4 separate regions of the Mus musculus genome follow, and all the other regions are linked to region 2. The links are chromatin contacts, called in public Hi-C maps. All regions are on one chromosome and are shown on one strand. Each heading gives the region's core, a stretch centred on a gene start, on an enhancer-like site or on the middle of the called end of the contact. The rest is flanking DNA. Distances are from core to core; before and after follow the strand shown. Region 1 overlaps Kcnj6 (potassium inwardly-rectifying channel, subfamily J, member 6). Region 2 holds the start of Kcnj6 (potassium inwardly-rectifying channel, subfamily J, member 6). Region 3 has its middle 120 kb from the start of Gm31407. Region 4 has its middle 66 kb from the start of Gm31407.

The links. Hi-C and Micro-C count contacts between places; a contact is called where the count stands out from the background.
Region 1: a contact with region 2 is called in a Hi-C map of the N1E-115 cell line, with 5 times the contacts expected there. The contact joins the enhancer-like site here to the promoter of Kcnj6 in region 2. A contact is called at or near these places in 1 of 39 promoter capture datasets (hippocampal neurons), 7 of 484 Hi-C or Micro-C datasets (the N1E-115 cell line, cerebellar granule neurons, cerebral cortex and 3 more), 1 of 115 datasets of contacts at active chromatin or transcription factors (forebrain) and 2 of 9 other capture datasets (embryonic stem cells and pancreatic islet).
Region 3: a contact with region 2 is called in a Hi-C map of cerebellum, with 2.8 times the contacts expected there. The contact joins the enhancer-like site here to the promoter of Kcnj6 in region 2. A contact is called at or near these places in 1 of 39 promoter capture datasets (hippocampal neurons), 3 of 484 Hi-C or Micro-C datasets (the N1E-115 cell line, cerebellar granule neurons and cerebellum) and 1 of 115 datasets of contacts at active chromatin or transcription factors (forebrain).
Region 4: a Hi-C map of cerebellar granule neurons shows a contact between it and region 2, with 2.3 times the contacts expected there. The contact joins the enhancer-like site here to the promoter of Kcnj6 in region 2. A contact is called at or near these places in 5 of 484 Hi-C or Micro-C datasets (adipose-derived mesenchymal stem cells, cerebellar granule neurons, cerebellum and 1 more), 1 of 115 datasets of contacts at active chromatin or transcription factors (embryonic forebrain) and 2 of 9 other capture datasets (adipose tissue and liver).

Annotation. Positions count from the first base shown.
Region 1 is chr16:94,907,006-94,909,725 of GRCm38.p6, forward strand. The region is part of intron 2 of Kcnj6 (potassium inwardly-rectifying channel, subfamily J, member 6); the gene reads right to left. Among named protein-coding and RNA genes, the nearest start is that of Kcnj6, 89 kb to the right of the region's middle. Within about 2 kb of position 1,431, at least 2 of the 459 cell types and tissues checked have an H3K27ac peak or open chromatin away from gene starts, as enhancers often do. A contact at or near this core is called in the N1E-115 cell line, where this site is marked.
Region 2 is chr16:94,996,055-94,999,024 of GRCm38.p6, forward strand. Kcnj6 (potassium inwardly-rectifying channel, subfamily J, member 6) reads right to left here and starts at 1,642. Exons shown (of 4, transcript NM_010606.2): 1 at 1,133-1,642. It overlaps Gm31407 (a long non-coding RNA gene), which reads left to right and starts at 2,174. Exons shown (of 2, transcript XR_385080.4): 1 at 2,174-2,670.
Region 3 is chr16:95,116,193-95,119,031 of GRCm38.p6, forward strand. No RefSeq gene overlaps it. Among named protein-coding and RNA genes, the nearest start is that of Gm31407, 120 kb to the left of the region's middle. Within about 2 kb of position 1,454, at least 21 of the 459 cell types and tissues checked have an H3K27ac peak or open chromatin away from gene starts, as enhancers often do. A contact at or near this core is called in cerebellum and hippocampal neurons, where this site is marked.
Region 4 is chr16:95,062,851-95,065,550 of GRCm38.p6, forward strand. No RefSeq gene overlaps it. Among named protein-coding and RNA genes, the nearest start is that of Gm31407, 66 kb to the left of the region's middle. Within about 2 kb of position 1,446, at least 2 of the 459 cell types and tissues checked have an H3K27ac peak or open chromatin away from gene starts, as enhancers often do. A contact at or near this core is called in cerebellar granule neurons and cerebellum, where this site is marked.

The sequences.
Region 1 (2,720 bases), core at 181-2,680, 89 kb before region 2:
TTATGCTAAGTTAAAAAAAAAAAGTCACAGAGGCCACACGTGTGCTTCTGTTCACGGAAACTTCTGGAATGTGAAATCCATGAAGATCGCAGAGAGGAGATCATAGCCACTGTTAGAAGGGAGGGTGCAACCTGACTGTTAATGGACACACGTTTGTCTTGGGGGCGATTGGGATGTTCTAGAATAGAAAAAGTCAATGAGAGTTGTACGAAGATGCTGGAAGCTGCTGAAATCTACACATCAAAGGTTCAGATTCGATGGTATGTCAACATCTGTCCCTTTTATTATTTATGTGTGTGAATGCACAACAGACGTGTGGGGTGGAACACAGAGCAGGGTATTGGGTGTCCTGAACCTTGGGTCAGAGTCTCTCACAGAACTTGGTGCTCATCATTATTTGGCTAGGCTGGCTGGCGAGGGAGCCCCAGGGACCCTCCTGTCTCAGCCTCTCTGACACTGTCTCCTGATTCTACCCCAAGTGCTGGGGTCATAAACACACACCACATTCTAGGCTTCTGTATGGGTGTTTGAAATTTGAGATTGGGCCCTTATGTTTGTAAGGGAAGTGCTCTTGGTCCACCAAATTATGTGCCCAGCTCCAGAAAACATGTATATGGGAGAAAAAAAAATCATGCCTGAGAAATGACACTAGAGCAAGATGGCAGAAAAGATGATGGAATACAGGTGTCTTGGGACTGTCACCTTCCCCTCTTGATGTCTGGTGACAAGCTCTTACTTTCTGAGCACCTGGGCAAACATGCCTTGCCACCACCCACACCCTAGATTTGATCTCACTCTCTCTGAGCCAACTTCTAGGACCATTGGCTCCTCAAGGTTCATCATCAATGCTGCACCTCCACTGCTAGTTGGATTGTGTCTCCTAAAAAAAGTTAGGCTCAAATCCTTTACTCCCAGGATCTGTAAATATGATTTTGTTTGGAAATTACATCTTCACAGGAGTGATCAGGCTTAAATAAGCCTGTCATGGTCGATTATGGATGTTCACTTGACAACACATGGGAAGAAGGAGTTTCAGTCAAGGATTTGTCTCCATCAGATTGGTCTGTGGGGCATTTTCTTGATTGCTAATTGATGGAGGAGGGCTCAGCCCACTGTGGGTGGTACTATTCCTAGGCAGATGGGCCTGGGTTGGAAAAGGAAGGCACCTGAACATGTGCTGGGAAGCAAGCCAGTAATTAATACTTCTTCACGTTTCTGCTTCAAGCTCCTGCCTCAAGTCCCTGCCTTACCTGTCCTCAGAGATGGACTGTGACCTGGAAGCATAAATCAAATGCATCTTTTCCCCCATAGACTGCTTTTGGCCAGTGTTTTATCACAGCCGTGGGAGGTAAACTACAACAGACTGTGCTGTGCTGGACTGAACTGGGCTCCAGCACTGAAGCAACTGTGGACCCAGAGGCACAGGCAAAGGCAAGAAGCTGTGGAGACACACAGGAGGAAGGTGTGCAGTGACAGAGGCCAGCCAGAGGCCTACTGGTCATACCATGCCACAGGCCACTTGATTCTACAATCTGGAAGAGTCCAGGCAGGATGCTATCCTGTTCTGGAGCCTTTGGGGAACTCACACCTACTGATCCCTTGCTCATGGAATTTCGGCCTCAAGAATGGTGAGTGATGGATTTCTGCAGTGCTGAGTTGCCCGTGTGGTGGTGTTTTCTCACACAGGAAATACATTTAGTTCTTGGCCTGACTTTCAGCACACAGAGGTCCAGGCATGCTTGCTGAGCAAATAGCTCATAGGCTTTGATGTGGCCTGTGGTGTGTTCCTGATGGAAGGAACTGCAGGAATAGTGTGGTAATAATAGAAATGTCGAGCGAGGGAGGTAGCTTAGTGGTAAAAGGTGCATGCTTAATGTTCATACAGCTTTCAGTCCCTAGCACCAACAAAACAAAATCCCAGAAATCTTACTCTGTCTGTACAAGGTGCAATCCAGAGAGAGGGAGGGATGTGGGGTGTCTGGAGAAGGGAGAGAGTAGGAAACCTGGAGTTAAGTGTTGTGTTTCAGCTCTGAGTTAGTGAAGCCAACAGATAAAGGAAGGTCCTTGTCAGAAGCCCATGGTGACATGTGATAATTACTTCAATAGCCCTGTGTGACATGTTACCTTTTCAACCATGTTCCCGAGAAATGGGTGGCTGGCACGGAAGTAAGGTTTAGTTATTCCTATGTCCAGTGTCACCTAGTAAATGGTCACACCAGAGCTCTGCCTCAGGTCCTTAGGGTTTCCAGACACTGTTCTATGGCTGTCTGTCTATGAGACCCGTTATTTAGACGGCTCTCAAACATCTCAAACCTGTAGCTTTGTTTGACAATTACCAGATCCACTCATCCTGCACACTCAGACGGGAAATGAAGTTACCCACTCCTCACTGACCTATAATGGACCACCAGCTTGGTGTAAAGTTACAAACAGAAACATTCTATCACCGGCTTGATCTGTAGTTACAAACAGAAACATTTCTTATGTACCATGGAACAAAGATAACATTGTGGATATGTGAGGTTTAACTTTTTCCCTTGAGGGACATGGAGAAGATACATAATCTTTTTTCTGCTTTGTTTAAATTTACCATTGAGAGCTTGCACTTACACGTGTGGCCATTAGAGAACAACTTCGTGCAGTCAGTTCTCTTCTTTCATTTTTCCTGGGTTCCAGGGTTTGCAAAAGGTGTTCAGGCTTGTGTGGCAAGTGCCTCTACC
Region 2 (2,970 bases), core at 392-2,891:
TTGTCCTTCTCCATTTTTATTTATTTATTTATTTTTTACCAAAAGAAAGCTAGCCAGGGCATTAGTGCTTGAACGGAAGTGCATAGCACACGGTACCTGAGAGCTCCCCAGGACCCGGAGACTTTGGAGAAAGCAGTTGGGAGCACACTGAAGCTATAATGAATTGCAAACTCCCAGACACTGGAGGGTTCCCCCCTCTCAGTCCTCTCCTTTTGGGGGAAGTAGAGGTGAAGAAGGGGTTGTTTGGAAAATTCTGTTATTTCCTTTTCAATAAGCTCAGGTTGTTTCTGTGACCTTTTCTATGTAGATCTGTTCCCCCTCTAATATTCTCTCCATATTGAACCCTGTATATATACCTGTGGATCCACCCAGGGCTTATTAGGCGTGGGGAATAAGAATACCATTTCAGTTAAAAAACTAACCCAAGCTTAACGTCTTGATACAAATGAACACATATCCAGAGAGAAGCTAAGTTAGCAGATTCATCTAGCCCCTAAATGCCATAAACACTTCGTGTGACCCTGGTGTTCCCTGCTTTCAGTTAGTTTACTTAGTCCTTGTCTTTCATCAGCACGGCACATCTCGGGTTTACTGATGAAGACTATGAGAAGTCCTCCCCTGTCTCAGGTTCATTTCGCCCTTCTGCTCACTTTTCCTCCTTCGCATCCTCTCCTCTTTATGCCCAAACAGAACAAGGCTACCGCTTTCCACCAAGACAATGGGCTTTTCCTAACTCTCCCTGCCTACCCCACCAGCCGCCCCTGCCTGCGGGATCATCTGTATGTTTGATCTTCACTAGAGGTGCTGGAGCAAGGTCCACAGTAACTGACCCATTCTCTAGCGCCCAGGGCAGGCAGACCCCTCCTCCCGCCACCCACCCAGGCGAGTTTTTAAGCAGCTAATGAAAACCCTATGAGACACATTTCCTTTTGGTTATGTAACCAAAGGCAGCTTTTCCTGCCTCTGGTGGACTTCAGCATCATGTCTCCGCTGAGTAGGGAATGCAAGCAGCCACAGTGGGGCTGGGGACCTGGCAGCCAGGACCCGAAGGCTCGAGGATCCTAGGACACGGAACATCTGTCTGGGATCCATGCCAGCTCCTCGCTTTCAGCAACTCAAACGCACTGCTTACCTTGTAGTGGACAGGGTAGGTTCACTCCATCCTGATCGCCTCTCTCGGAACGGAGCAAGATTCAATAATTCACTCCACGGTGAATGGCGAGGGAAGAAAATACAAGAAAAGGAGGAAACAGACCAACTGGAAGCAGATGGTCCAATTTCACATCAGCCCCGGCAGGCTTTCAGGAGACTCCATTCTGCTGCTAGCGGTTGGGTCCAGCTCCTGCTCCAGCTCCGACTCGCCGGTTCCCGCGGATCCCCACCCTCGGCCCGCCCAACCTCTCCAGCCAGGTGCTGCCGTCTGGTGACTGGCTCCCTCTGGCTGGAGGGCTGGGCGCTGGGGCCACCGCGGGGCAGAGGAGTGCGCGTGTGGGCAGGGACTGAGGAGGAAGCCCGGTTGCGAGGAAACTGGGGGACAGCCTTGAGTGGCAGAGGGAATAAATCCTCGTTTAGGAGCAAAGTGATAGACCTTGCAGGGAGACGTCATGAAAGCCGCAGATTCAACGAATGCTACTCGGTTCCAGCCCCACGGGCTGAGCCGCGCTGTCAGCGCACGAAGCGACGCGTCTCTGGATAAAAGCGGGCGCAGCGCCGCGCGCTGGAGAACCGAGGCGACACAGTGATCAGCTTCGCGGCGAGGCGGAAGAGATGGAGCCGGACCCTAGCTGCCCACCCTTCGCCCAGCCTCTTGTTCTTTTTAACCTGCAGTGGACTCAGGCGCTAAAACAGGGGAGCGCCACCGAGAAATAGGGGTTTCTAGTGCTGGGCGTGAGGAGTCTTTGGGTCTTAGATGCACAGGAACCTTCCATTCCCTCATGTCACTTAAGTCCTAAACTTGAGGATCAGTTTATGCCTACTTGTTATAGCTTCTCTTTTAGCTTTGACGAAAATTGAAAAGTGGGGTTTCTTCACTGCCATCCATTGGGCTGAAATAGATCACACGTGGCCAGCACAGCCCAGAGAGGCCTTAGCCAGCAAGAGGGGCCTGAGGGTGGGGGTGAGGGGGGGGGCCTGCAGCCCAAGACTTTGCTCACACAGATCTAAGAGCAAGTCTGTGCTGTGCTTTCTCTATCCTATCCACCACTCCAGGGACGTAGTGCCAGCTGCTGCCCCCACCCCTACTTTGGTTAAGCTTTCTGAGCTTTCTGAGTATAATCTCAACTGCCTGTAAACACACACACCCCTCGGACAGCCACCTAGTTTGGATTTAACCTGCTTTTGCATGGTTCTTTCAGGGGGCATCCCACAGTACAACCTGACTTTCTTTTACGGTCATTTTGCAAGCAGTAGCTCATTTCCAAAGCCTTCTCGCATCTAGCTTCCACCCAAGTACAGACCTGTTTATGCATTTTTAACCCAAGGAGAAATAGTTTCGCAAGGGTCTGTAAAAGTAATTGACACCACTGGCTGATAATTCTATAATGGCCCTATTAACCACGGGGTATTCTGTTTACTTCACAGCTCAAGAAGGTGACCCTTTCTGATGAAGGGATTCATCGAGATCTGCTCTTAGCAGTGAATGATATTTTATTCTAAACTCGCGCTCTAAAAGTAGGTGTGCATGCATGTTCATGCATGCGTGTGTTGTGTGTGTGTGTGTGTGTGTGTGTGTGTGTGTGTGTGTACCCACAGAGTATAGAAGAAAGCATCATATTACCCAAAGCATGAGTTACAGGGAATTATAAGCTGGGTAGTGTGGGTGCTGGAGTAGAATCTGGGTCCTCTGTAAGAGCAATGCAGGCCCTTAAGCTCTAAGTCATCTCAGCCCCTATTTGTATCTTTTAATGTCTCTCAGGAAGACTGTCTGCTTTCTGAGCCAACTTTGCTACAGAAAGGTGTTTACCTCAGTTT
Region 3 (2,839 bases), core at 204-2,703, 120 kb after region 2:
TTGGTAGAAATTACAATAAAGAAATGAACATACACATCAGCTTACTAAAAGCACTGCTTAACTAGTGCCTCTCAGCTGGTTTTTTTTTTTTTTTAAATTTAGGGACACTAAAATAGTTAACTTTGTTTAGAACTTACATGAGCTACAAAATACCCCTGAAGTTGATTTTATTGTATCTGCTGTAGCTCAAGGAAGCATTCTTGTTATTGATATACAGACTTGATTTATGGACAACACCGGCAGAGCAGGCAAGATTATTGACTTCTGGTGAAGTATCTGACCAGAGTAACTTCATGAGGAAAATGATCAATCAGAGTTTGCTTTCCTGGGAGGATTTCATCTATTTGCCTCCTTGTTGACTCGACAGACAACTGCGGAGTGTCCCGTGTCTCCCAAGGATTGAGAAGAGCAAAGGAAGCATGGCAGGTGAGTTCTCTGAGGCACAGGGTTTTAACTAATTAAATAGAGATTTTATTTTGGAGACAATGTCTGAGATTATGTAGTGTACCACACCCGCTTGTAGCAGTAGAGAAATTTAGAGTTATCAAGTCTAGTAACTGTGGGTCAAGAAGTCACAGGGCCTGGGACAGGAGTGAGGGTCAGAAGCCAGCCATCGCAAGCTCTAGTCTATGATATCTGTAAACCCCACTCAGTGACTATATTTGCAGCAGAAAACTTCAAACATATTGAAGAAAGATGTGCAGAAAGTTCTTGTTTTGCAGACAGATTATCTTCACACATTGGAAACTACCTCATCAATATTTTTTTGGTCAAAAGACTTATGACAATTCTAGAAGAAGACAAGACCTATGGAATATTCTAGTGTGGACTGCCTGTCTCTGTTATTTATTGTATTAACTGTTAACCTTGCTTGGTTACTTATACTGTGCCAAGCATGGTGGCGGGAGAATGCACATTTCAGTCTCGCTTTATCTTTGTGAACTAGAGTTGTTGCCCTCATCCTGTTTTAAAGGCAGGAAAGCTGAGGCACAGGGATTCAAGACCTCACCCGTGGTCTTAGATCTGAATCTTCTAAAAGGTAGATTCAGGATTCTAACTCAAGAGTGGTCTTTGATTCTCTGGGCATCATTGGATGTATGTGTGCAGGCAGAAGAAAGCCACCTGTCCTCCCCGGTTCCCTCCAGGCCATCTCCCTAGAACGCAATGTTTATCCCACAGAAGGAAGAGGAGAAAAGTATGCCTCAGTGCCTCATACTCAGCCAAACCACCCGATGCAGTGATGCTGTCGATGGTGAGGAAGTCACTACAGTTTTCCAGATAAATTATGACCACAGTGTCAGAGGCCACTGAGAGTTACACCCTAACATCCCGTGGGACTGACATAGTGGCACAGTAAGTGAAGCCTTTAGCAGGAACCCTATTGGGAGCGTCCTAGTTGAACAATGACTCCTCTGTCCAAAAATATCACCCAGACTGTTTGCTTAGCAATCAGGCAACCACTTGTTCCCAATGCCATGTTTCCCTTAGGCATTAGCTGCTGACAGCCACACACGGCAGTCATTGCTTGTAGCAGCTGTGATGAAGACAAACGGGGCAGCAGGCTGCTGCTAAAGGATCCACGCAGATTCATCGCAGCTCCAGACATCTGACAAACTGATTCGGAGGGGTGACTTCAGGGCTCTGGCTGGCAGTGAGTGTAGAGGAGTCGGATTATCTCGGAGTGGGAAGCTTGGGGTTGATATTCTCTGCAGAGAGGACACCAGCTCTGATATCTAACTTTGGTGTTTCAAACCACATCAGTGCATCTCATAAGATCATTTGGGTAGGGTTGATTCTGACTGGGTACCACTGTGTCTTTTTGTTTGTAGTTACTGCCTCTGTTCATAATGGCACTGAAATAAACATACTGGAAAGGCATTTGAGGTTGGAGCCTGGGCTGTCTGTTCCAGTCATGTATGCTCCATAGTTAGCTCTGATATGCCAGGGCAGTAATGACATGCCAGATCCCCTGAAAAGGACGTATTGTGGGTGCTGGCATTGGGTGTATGCTACTAACATACTTACTTGACTTTCTAAATTTTATGGAGTAAGCACTTTGCTGAGGCAGGTGAGACAATGTCTGTCTGTGATGCCAGCACTCCAGGGGCAGATGCAGGAAGAGCCAGCCTGGGCTACATAGCAAGAAAGCCAGCCTGGGCTACATAGCAAGAAGACACTGTCACAGACAACCCACGGGCTAGAGATGCAGTTCAGTCGTAGACACTTGCCTAGCATGAGAAAGGCCCCAACTTTGGTCCTTAGCATCACAATCATTAAAGAAAATTTTTAAAGAAATAAAATCCTAGAGCTAGAGAGATGGCTCAGTGGTTAAGAGCACTGACTGCTCTTCCAAAGGTCCTGGGTTCAAATCCCAGCAACCACATGGTAGCTCACAACCATCTCCATAATGAGATCGGATGCCCTCTTCTGGTGTGTCTGAAGACAGCTACAGTGTACTTACATATAATAAATAAATAAATCTTTTTTAAAAAAAGAAAAAAAGAAGTAAAATCTTGTTTGTGGCATGTACAAGAAGCAGCACTGTAGGAAGACATAGTTTTGGGGCATAAATACACCTTTCCCTTTTCTTCCTAAGTTAAACTTTGCAAACTGAGCCTTTTAATGTTAAATAGCAAAGTTGCAAGAAGTAGAAGGGCTGTTTTCTTCTCCGGTGAATGAGTGAGGCTGTGGTCATGTCTAAGAATGTTCCAGGTCAATTTGGGACTCCAAGAGAGAGTCACATAAGAGGACTTGCTATCCTTCCTATGGAAGTAGGGGGTTTCCCTAGGCTCTGGGCCACAATATCATCACACCAACCTCCACACTTTAGAGATGAATG
Region 4 (2,700 bases), core at 196-2,695, 67 kb after region 2:
GTTTCACCAAGTCCACTGTGGTGGGATTGTTCTTTTGGTCTGTTGTGGGTGCTCTGTCTGGGGTAAGTGGACTCGATCTTGTCTCTCCAGGTAAAGCCATGGGTATCTTCACTATCACCTGATGCTGTTCACATTGTGTGTTCTTGAGAATCCCTCTGGTACTTAGCATGTCTGAAGTTTTGTCCTCATTATTAAATATAGGCAATATGTACAAGCTGCATTTCTCACACAACCTATCAAGGACAAATTCTTTCTTATCCTGTGAAAGTCAATTAATTAAAGTATTCCGCTAAGAAGAGCAGATGTTTCTTGAGTGTTCCCCACTTACTCTCTGGTGGGAAGTCTTATTCTCTATTAAGCTATCTGGCTTTGGCTCTAGTTCAGCCCCACATGAGTGTGTCTTGCTCCCCCCTGCTCTGGATGCTAAATCTTTGTTTAGTGGGCCTTCTCTGGCTCCCTTCCTGCTGCAGAAAAGAGTTGAGTTACTGTTATAGCAAATGCATGGTCCAAAAGTCCTAAAAGAGTTACTGTCTCATCCTTTACATGAAATGCTTGCCAACTCCAGTTTAGATAAAATTCATGATGGAGTCTGGGATGGAAATAGATATTTATTAAACTCATTCTATTCTCCAGTTTTCTTGGGATGAGCAAAGCCCTCCATATGTTTTTTGTCATGACTGTAAGTATCCTTTCCAAACAACTGATGCTTCTTGAAGCAGAGCATAGCGCTTCCTATCCATTCAACATGCTTTCCAATTGAGCAAAGAGAGAAATGTCTAATAACACCATGGGCAGGGTAGAAGCTCTTAAAGCACAACAGAGATGACATCAGATGGCGACAAAGGCTTCAGGCTTTAACCCTGCACCCATCAGAAGAGGGACGCAGAGGTCTGAGTCCCATGTGTGGAAGAGCAGCATGAACCTCACCGGGTCGGAGTGCTGCCTTCACTGTAGACCAGAGGTGGAGCTGGTCCACAACACTCTTCTTCCCTCTCCCATGTGCTGGATGGTCTTCCTCTACTTCATACAAGCTAAAGTCATCTGAGAGGAGGAATCCTCAATTGAGAAAAGGTCTAGAGTAGATAGGGTTATAGGCATTTTCCTAATTAGTGATCATTGGGGGAGCGCCCAGCCACTTGTGGGTGATGCCATCCCTGGGCTGGTGGTCTTGGGTTCTATAAGAAAGCAGGCTGAGCAAGCCAAGATGAGCAAGCCATGGGGAGCAAGCCAGTAAGCAGCACCCTCCATGGCCTCTGAATCATCACCTGACTCCAGATTCCTGTCCTGTTTAAGTTCCTGTCCTGACTTCCTTTGATGATCAACAGTGATATTGAAGTGTAAGCTAAATAAACAATTTCCTCGCTAAGTTGTTTTCGGTCATGGGGCTTCATCACGGTTACAGAAACCCAGCCCATGCAACCTTGGTCTGGCTCCTGCAGCCTGGCCACACTGAGGCTCTCAGTTTTTTTCTGTCCTGAAAGAAGAGCAGTGATTTCTTTTGCTACTGCTTTTAAGATGGTTCCAATGAAAAGCCCTAAAACCAAAATGAGTTTCCTTTCCTTAAAATCATTTCTAAATTACCCAGCTTGATGATCACACATTATATATTATGTTAGTATAGGCAAAGCATATGCATCTCAAGGGGGGTCTGGCAAGCCAAGACGTCCCGGCGACTTCCACCACCTTGACAGAAGGGACAGATGGTTGGGCCAGGAGGCTGGAACCTGTTCAGGTTGGAGACGTAACTCCTACAAGCCACTGCCTGCAGAAAGAAAGCCTGTGGAGTGGGCATGGAGCCATGGACTTATAGAGGAACTAGCCTGAAGGATGGTGTCTGTCTGGAAAGAACTGGGAAAGATAATCAGGAGGAAGAACGGGAGAGATGGAGAGACACTGCAGGGACTATCTTCCAGCCTTTAACCTTGAAAGTTTATCTAAAGCAGATCTCAGCCCTCGTTCATAGAAAGTTCAGGTGTAGGCTTCCTCCCAGTGAAGGTTCTCATTGTAGTGAGTGTGGGTTCATTTGGTGGGTGGAGTGGGGGTGGTCTCACTGTGGTGGATGGAGTAGGGGTGAGCTTAGTGCTGAGTCTTTGACGATTCAGTTACTGAAATAAACTGACCTTTTAATGGGTATACAAATGCTGCTGAAGTCACTACCAGTGGTCCCTGGGATGGAAGGTGATGAGCTGGGGTATCCTGTGTGGCATCTTTTACTTTTATGTGTGCTGTGAGCGCATCTAGACCTAGGAGCCAAGTTCATATACAGCTGTGTAGTAAGAGTATAGCTCAGAGGTTGTAGCATATTTACATGTGTACTGGAATCTTCACAAGTGTTGAGGCCTGAAGAAGGGAACATCACAAGTTTCTTACACATTTTTAACAAAATAAATGCAGGAAATCTGTGAATGACATTCAGAATTTAGACATATTGGGGGCATCATTAGACACACTGGGGGCATAACGTGCAGTAGATGATAATAGCTACCCAAGTGAATTTCTTTTATACAGGTTACTACAACTCTAGTGATGAGATCTGATGATAAAAATCTATTTTCTTGCTTGGTAACCGAGGGATGTCCCTTCTAGAAGAATCTTCAGAGTGTATCACATGTAGAAGATGGACCAAATGGCCCTTACATCAGTTATACTTCCTCAGGTAGTTTCAGCTTAAATGGTCAACTCAGCAATCAACGATGGGTC